3 separate regions of the Triticum aestivum genome follow, and all the other regions are linked to region 3. A link is a contact called in public Hi-C data. All regions are on one chromosome and are shown on one strand. Each heading gives the region's core, a stretch centred on a gene start, on an enhancer-like site or on the middle of the called end of the contact. The rest is flanking DNA. Distances are from core to core; before and after follow the strand shown. Region 1 holds the start of LOC123098102 (pto-interacting protein 1). Region 2 holds the start of LOC123098099 (protein EARLY-RESPONSIVE TO DEHYDRATION 7, chloroplastic). Region 3 holds the start of LOC123098098 (small GTPase LIP1).

Region 1 (2,700 bases), core at 20-2,519, 800 kb after region 3:
TGGATGTAAAGTGGTTAATTTAAGGTGTGCCCGGTCATTGCCCGCGGACGCGTCCGCCGGCGTTCCAAGGGCTGGATTTGCAAAGTCCTGTAGATGCTCGAAGTTACTTCCTTTCCTCTGTGACCAGCATAACGCATGTATCACGTTTGCAGGGATTGCGATCCAAGGGTTTCTTATGCGTGACGGCTGACAAACATCCGACGCGGCCATCGTGATTACGTCACCTTCGTAAGTATTGTGCTCGAAACAGTTGGATTTTGTACACCACGTGCTGGCAGCAATACACTGTCGCATCTATCCTCGTGTCATGCGTGCATTGTGGTGTTTTGCTGGAAGCCAAGTTTGCGTACCAGTCAGCTCTTCGTACTTGTGTGATAGGCACGACACGCCGCTCACATTCGGTTTGCTTAACTTATTTTGGAAGAAAAAAAATCATGACAATTTTCATCTTAAGGTTGTCGCAAAGACTTTCGCTCCCGATTTCCCCGTGCATTTCATTCTTTTTATATCTGTAGAAGATGTGTATTTGTAGGCCTATTTGAAGATAGTTGAATGACATGAAAGTGACATTGCATGGACCGCCACTCGATCGGCAGCATGATCGATCAGTGAGCGAAGATTACACAGTGACCTCATTCGGACTAGGGTAGAGTGCTCTGAAACACGCCTCCCGTCCCGTATCTGCAGATGTTCTGACGTGGCAATAATACGGATGGACGTAACATGAACGGATGTCGATCGCGGTTGAAAATCAACATTTAATACTGAACTACCAACGGTCCACGTCTGGCCATAGATCAGACGAGAATTTACTATTAAAATGTTGAACCAGAGGAACAGAAAATACTAAACGAAAACGACCCGTACGAAGGGTGATGCCTTCGCCGGTCAACCCTGCGTGCGTGACTGAATTTGCAATGCAGTGCGCGATACGGCAGCACCAAGAATGCTAATCCCAGTGCATCTGCAAGCATTGGCATCTTTGCAACGAGGCCGCACGCCAGTAACTATTTACTACTAGCGGTAGTAGAACAGTCCTACTGAATCACCCCGTCGTACAAATTTGGATCCTTTTCTCCCTTTTTCCTTCCAGTTCGTGTACAAATCATCGCCAATGGAAGCTCCCTCGGTCAATCCCCTAACCATCTTCCATCATTTTTCCTTTACCCCTCCAATCTCCTCCACCGCCTTTCTCCGTCCCATCATCACAGATCCTACTGCACACATACAATACTTTTCTCCCAATTGACCATATCTATCTAATCTATCCATCCCATAGCATTGCATCACCTCCACTTCGCTCTCGTTCGTTTCACCTGCGTCTGCGTGAGTGCGTGTCTCGGTCGCCGTCTCCGTTTCCTAGCCGTCGGCCTACCGGCGCCACAAAAGACAGCAGCCTAGCAAAGCCAGCCCGCTCGCCGCCGCGGACCGCGACGAAGACCGTCTCGGGCCGTTCAACCCAAGCCCCTGCCCTGCGCGGCCTCGTGTCTTTCCTGCGGCATTCGTGGTTGGAGTGGTTGGGCGGAGCCCGCCCCCGCCCCCGCCCCCGCCCCGCCTGCCGATGGTGACGGCCGGCGGCGTGTCGCGGCGCCATGTAGAGTGAAATTTTATATACCATCTCCACGGCTGAGGCCTGACAACCCAACCAGATTTTAGGTAGTTACCTCTGTCGCTTGCCGCTCGCTGCCCGCCTTCCCCCCTTCGCTCCGCCACATCTTCCGCCCGCTTGAACTCCTAGCGGTAGGATATATTTGCCGCTTCCCTCTGGCTCCTTGCGCTTGTACTGTATCTTCCTCCTCCCCGGTCCGTTGGTTCACCCCCCTCGCCCCCTTTCGGCTCGAGTTAGATCATCCATCGGCTGTAAAGCCGGCGGGTGGCTTCGCTTCGGCGCGCGGGACGGGGCTCGCTTTCCGGGAGGCCGCCCCTGCGACGACAGCCGCGCCATTTTCTATTCCAGCGGAGGGGGAGGTTCCGGGTCGTAGTGGTGCTGCATTGGCTGCGGTAAGCGGGCTTCGTATCGGCCAACAGGGGAGGTCCACGGCGGTTAGTGGTTGAGCCGCCGACTGCGTGCTGCGGCGAGTATTATCTATCGATCGCCATGGCGGACAAGTGTGATTCCTGGTGATTCTCTCGAGCTGCCACTGGTGGGGGGAAGCATGGCGGGGGAGGGCGTCGGGCGGTGCATACTGGTGGGGCTGCACATGGACGCCGTCGGCAAGGAGCTGCTGCAGTGGGCGCTCAACCAGGCGGCCAGGAGCGGCGACCGCGTCGTCGCCGTCCACATTTACCGCAAATCCGGTAGGTACCCTGCCCCTTATCCCATCTCCTATCCGTCAAGAACCTTTGCTTGCTTGCAGCTCGATTCATGGTAGCATTTCCTCGTGTTTGTCTTGAATCGAAGGAGACCTGTGCAAGACGAACGCGCTGACGCTGATCAGGACGCTGGACGACTACCTGGCGGAGTACGAGGCCATCTGCAGCAAGAAAGACGTGCGTAAGCAAGCAAGCAAGCACGAGGCCTTCACCGCCATTAATGTCGTTGGCGGTTGCGTTCATGTGCTGGTATTGATGGTATGGTTTCATGTCCGTCAGATCGTCCTCGTGGGGCGGGTGACGCCGGGGAGCTCGATCCAGAAGGTGCTGGTGAAGGAGGCAAAGCTCTGCGCGGCCATGGCGGTGGTGATTGGCGCCAACAAGAAG
Region 2 (2,787 bases), core at 52-2,551, 630 kb after region 3:
ACTCGACCAACAATTCCACTCGGATAACCCAATTCCATTCGATCAGGATATACTCATTCGACCATAACAGAAACCACTCGAAGCACAGAAGATTTATAGTTACTCAGGATGGCAACGGTTAGGCATTCACTCCGTAGTCTTAATGGTCAACGATATGTCTTTATTGCTGGCGTTACCAGTAACGTCCCACCTTAATGTATATTGAACCCTTTGTAACGTGGGCTGGCTGGGGTCTGGCACACTCTATATAAGCCATCCCCCTCCACTGGCACAAGGGTTCACATCCCCTGTAACTTCACGCATAATCCAGTCGACCGCCTCAGGGCACCGGGACGTAGGGCTTTTACTTCCTCTGAGAAGGGCCTGAACTCGTAAATCTTGCGTGCACAACCTTATCGTAGCTAGGATCTTGCCTCTTCTTACATACCCCATATTCTACTGTCAGACTTAGAACCACGACAATCGACGCGTTGGAGTTGCTCTAATGCAGTCAATCAATATGCAGACAGCCAAACAATGTGCAAATGATAATTATTTTTTTCCTATTTCTTCGCAGTCAGTCCCAGCTGGGACCAATATGCAAAGGGTGAAAAACGACGCGGACAACCAAAGACGTCCATGAAAATGCGCGGACAAATGTGGAAGCTCGATGATACTCTCTCCGTTCCATATTAATTTAGTACGGAGGGAGTACATTTGATGCCCACCGCTTCGCCGGCCCGCCCGTGCACGGCGGCGGAAACAAAAAAACATGTTGACTACCGCCTGCTGTCGGCGACGCGGTGAACGGAAAACCAACGTACCACCACCGTCGATCGTCACTCCGAAGTTGTGCAACGGCACACCGCCAGGTGCCGAGAAGCTGCACACACGTGAACTCTGGAGCGCGCCAGTTCGTGTTCGCCTTCCCAAAGCCATATTCTTTTGCTGCTGGCACCTCCGTGGCCGGTGAGCTGTTCCCCGGGCCATCCCCACGGTGTCTACGCGTCCTCCTCGCTTGCCTTCCGGTTCCTTTCTTCCAAAGTCTTCTCGTCTATCGGGGAACCCGGATCCCCCTTTGCCACCGCCATCTGCACCCACCTGTGTGCCGCCGCGGACGCACGGCCGTCCCGTCTCTGACACGCTGCCGACCAGCTCCCCGTCGCCGTCACGGGCGCAGGAAATCCCCGCGCACTGGGCGCCACCGCGAATCAACTGTCGCCTTCGCCGGTTCCACCCCTCGCGTATTAAAATCCCCTGCACCCGCTTCATCCTCCCCACTTCGTTCCCCTCTCGATCCGGCGTACTGTGACACGACGCAACAGCCGACCAGCGAATCCGCCATGGCCTCCGCCTCCAAGCAGCAGAGCATGTACCCAGAGGTGCCCCAGTCCCACCCCGACCACAACACCGCCTTCCAGTACAACCCCGCCGCAGCCAGCACCGGCGCCGGTGCCGGCGAGTCGCTCTACCCCACCATGGACCCCCACGAGATGGCCGAGAACCTCTTCCCGGCCGACGCGGCCGAGGACGCCGCCCCGGCCCCGCCCACGGTGGAGGAGACCCTCGTCGACGTGCCGGGCTCGCAGCTCCACCTCGTCGACCCCGACCGCAGCCTCGACCTCGGCGCTGGCACGCTCTCCATCGTGCGCCTCCGCCAGGGCGACCACTGCGTGGCCGTCCTCGCGCGCCTCACACCGGACAAGTCCAACCAGCGGCGCGGCTTTTTCAGCTTCCTCAGCAGCGGCCGCTTCACCGACGCGCAGGAGCCCGTGCAGTGGCCGCTCGCCAGCGACGTCGCCGTCGTCAAGCTCGACGCCGGCCACTACTTCTTCTCGCTCCACGTCCCGCACTCGGACCACCCCGACGACAAGGAGGACGACGTGGCGGAGACGGACGCGGACCGGGAGGCCGCGCTGAGCTACGGGCTCACCGTCGCGGGGAAAGGGCAGGAGCAGGTGCTGCAGGAGCTGGACAGGGTCCTGAAGGAGTACACAACCTTCTCCGTCAAGCAGGTCGACGACGAGGCGGGCGAGGTAATGGACACGAGGGCGGTGTCGGAGATCACACCGGAGGAGGCTGCCGGGGACAAGAAGGAGGAAATTGAGGAGCAGTCCGCGGCCTTCTGGACGACAATCGCGCCAAACGTAGACGACTACAGCTCGTCGGTGGCGAGGCTTATCGCCAAGGGCTCGGGGCAGCTGGTAAGGGGCATCATCTGGTGCGGGGACATCACAGCCTCCGGCCTGAAATGCGGGGAGGCGGTGTTGAAGAAGGGTGCGGGGGCGAACGGCAAGCATACGCAGGTGAAGCCGAGCTCCCTCAAGAGGATGAAGAGGTATGGATAAAGAACATACTATCGTTTATCTCTACTATGTTGCAGAGCAGCTCACATTGGAGTAGCTTAGATGCACTTTTTTAGTCTGCCATTTGATTAACTAAATGATTCACTTAATTTACAGTTCCACTGTTCCTGTTAAGCTGCAGCATTGGATGATCTAAAATTTAACGAATGAGATGACTCACCTCTTGCCATTAGTTGCATGGTCTAAGATCGGCATTTGGATAAGGGATAATCAGTTATAGCTTCGTTATGCATGTTATGTCCAGAATAGTCAGGGTTCTTACTAGTCCTCCATTGGATTGCACTTGATGAACAGAAAATATTGATTATGCGGTCACAATGTTTTTTAATAGTAAGCTTATGAAGTTATATTGCAGTAGCTCTATTCAATAGAGCAGGGTCTTATGTTTGTCAGATATGCAGTAGGGTCTTCTTCATGTTCTCTTCCGTTATCTAAAAAAAGA
Region 3 (2,700 bases), core at 28-2,527:
GCCCCCTGCACTTCCACAAGTAACATGCTGAAATAATAACAGTGACAATGTAAGTGGATTTAAAAAAAGCAAATGGTACAAGCTGGCAAAGCACAGAGCGAGAGCACCTACTTTAATGCCCACCGCACATCCTACTGTCTGAGCTGGTCGAGCAATAGCAGAACCTTCTAAGATGAGATGCACCAGTGAAGATTTACCGACACCTGAGAGAGAAATAAGGAAATTTAATGCAACTGAAGAACCATATTCAGAAGAGTAGAACAGCATGCAACTATGGTGTGGTTTTTTGGCTGCCGATTCTCAGGCGCATACAAAAAAGTTCAGCCACTATTGGTGTAACAGAGTAACTTGTATGGGCAGTTGAGCACAGTTCAGAAAATACAGTAGAAGGTTGCATTGAATATATTTTTTATATATATTTCTAAGGATGGCGAATGCAATATGGAGCTTATAACAAATAAATAACTGGGTTCCACGCATGGTCCTAGTCCAGATTTTACTTGGCATTGCTTCATGTTGTAGTCCAGATCATGGTGTGACGCATAGCAGGACAACATCACAAATTGCACACACCACAATACTTGTTTCAGAAAAAGAGAGAAAATCCTTCTATACCACTGAATACGGCTATATAGTCCGTAATTGCCACAGCAAAACTCCCTGTTGCAATTATCTCCCCTTCAATACCCAAACATTAAGTGCATTGAGGCATATGTGAAACGAAGGTTGCACTTGGTGATCTTTCAGTCAGATTTTTTTGCGCACAAGGAAAGGATTTTCTAAAATTGATTGGCGTGCTTACTAGTAAATGATTTGTACAAAAAGTAAACAAATGTAGTAGTACAAGGGCAAAAAGACGAGTTTCTCCCACTCCATTTGGCTTCCCAATCACCCACATCCAAGCAGGAAAAGTTCAGAAAGATGGGCCATTGTCCCAACCCAACTAACAACACTCCTTTCTGTACTCGATTTGTTCACCAGGTGTGATCCGAGGACGAAGGCGGAACCGAACACTGACGAATAGGCTCTCAATAGGCAATTCACGATCCATCAAAGTCGTCAGTAACACATGCCTACTCTACATCCTCCCAATCTCACGACATCCGCCAACTACCAGACGTTCACGAGTTGGCGTATCACAGACGGGAGGCGCGGGGAGGACGGACCTGAATCGCCGACGACGAGGACGCGCACCTGGCCAAAGGGGCCGACGCCGCTCTGCTCCCGGCCGCTGCTGCTGCTACTCCGGGCGCTGCTGTCCTTCCAGAACATGGCCGCCGCCGACGCCCGGGACCCCCTCGACGAGACGGCCCGGGGGCTAGATCACGAGAGCAGTGGGCGCGATTCGAACCGCCGGGCAGGAGGCGGCGGAGACGGAAGGAATCTCAGGCGAGGAGGGCTGGAGCACCAGCCGCGAAGGAGCATTCCAGTTTTCAGGGGGATCGTGGCGGGTGCGAACGGGATGGCCTGACGCTGACGGGAGAGTAGCGTTTGGCGTGTCGGTCGATGCTCTGCTCCTCTTCTCTTCCTTTTTTATCGGTTGGCGGATTGTGATGGCGATGTGAATCTTCGGCTCTTTCGTTTGATCCAAGGTGACTACTCGTACAAGCAAGTACTACACACTTTACGCGCAGGATTGACCTTGGATTAAAGAATGCGCGCTTGGATCCTCTTGGCCGTGTAGCACATGACGCCGTACAGTAAGTCAACATCTGAGATCTCCTGCGAGTCAGATTGGGAGCGTCTGATTCTGATTCTTTTTTTTTTTGAACGAAGTCTGATTCTGATTCTGATACTGGGAGCTCGGGATTTTTCTTTCCTTTGCACTGGATTTGCTGCGCGTCTCGGCCAAACGCGCACTGATTGATGTTAGGCTCACCTGCATCACACACACGCACGGCGTCGGCGACCATGCAACTTGCTGTACTGACCGAGGAAATGGAAGCGAGCCAAACAGTAGTAGGCAGTTGGACTGCGCAGAAATAACGAACATGGCCAAAAACACATGACCCAACCACTCAGAGGTAATTCTGACGTTTTACATGTTACTGTACTAGCTCCGTAACTAAATATAAGATGTTTTTGCAGTTCAATTTAAACTTCAAAAACGTCTTATAGTACTTAGTTACAGAGGTAGTAGTTCCTGAAGATCTCTACCAAAACCCCTCAAAAGAAAAAATCTCTCTACCAAACTAGATTACATCTGATATGAGCTAGATCAGCATGGTTGTACTTTTACCATTCTTCTATCTCATCTTCTTCTTCTTCTTCACTGTTATTCCCTTCAGCATCAAGCATATCAATGGAGTTTGGGCCACCTGCGACATCGTGGCGCGAGGGGTTATTTCTGGTCATATCATTGTGGGGGCTTATCCATCTCTCGAAAGGCCTGAAGTCAGTGACCACGTCGGAGAAGTTGCGAGAACCAGACGTGCTAGACGGATCAAATCTTTCTTTAAGAATCAGACCCTGCATTGTTGTTTCCAACAAAACGAAATTGCGGATCATCAGATGCCAGCTAACAAACATGAATAGAATGAAAATGGAAAACTGATCAGCGCCACACTGATCTAAGTACAGCTATGAACTTTCATCAGCACGGTTCAACATTAAAGTAAAATGAGTTTATATATTCAAATGATGAGCACCTGAATGTCTCAAGAGCCTAGAACGAAATTTTATACATGATGACTTCATCAA

What was found. Hi-C and Micro-C count contacts between places; a contact is called where the count stands out from the background.
Region 1: a contact with region 3 is called in a Hi-C map of leaf, with 5 times the contacts expected there. The contact joins the promoter of LOC123098102 here to the promoter of LOC123098098 in region 3. A contact is called at or near these places in 2 of 5 Hi-C or Micro-C datasets (both in leaf).
Region 2: a contact with region 3 is called in a Hi-C map of leaf, with 3 times the contacts expected there. The contact joins the promoter of LOC123098099 here to the promoter of LOC123098098 in region 3. A contact is called at or near these places in 1 of 5 Hi-C or Micro-C datasets (leaf) and 1 of 1 datasets of contacts at active chromatin or transcription factors (leaf).

The regions. Positions count from the first base shown.
Region 1 is chr4D:388,879,869-388,882,568 of IWGSC CS RefSeq v2.1, forward strand. LOC123098102 (pto-interacting protein 1) reads left to right here and starts at 1,270. Exons shown (of 10, transcript XM_044519978.1): 1 at 1,270-2,298; 2 at 2,405-2,490; 3 at 2,593-2,700. The coding sequence starts at 2,157.
Region 2 is chr4D:388,714,737-388,717,523 of IWGSC CS RefSeq v2.1, forward strand. It overlaps LOC123098099 (protein EARLY-RESPONSIVE TO DEHYDRATION 7, chloroplastic), which reads left to right and starts at 1,302. Exons shown (of 4, transcript XM_044519976.1): 1 at 1,302-2,317. The coding sequence starts at 1,323.
Region 3 is chr4D:388,080,130-388,082,829 of IWGSC CS RefSeq v2.1, forward strand. It overlaps LOC123098098 (small GTPase LIP1), which reads right to left and starts at 1,278. Exons shown (of 7, transcript XM_044519975.1): 1 at 1,167-1,278; 2 at 112-203; 3 at 1-27. The coding sequence starts at 1,272. It overlaps LOC123098096 (cell cycle checkpoint protein RAD17), which reads right to left. Exons shown (of 11, transcript XM_044519973.1): 11 at 1,984-2,469. The coding sequence ends at 2,236.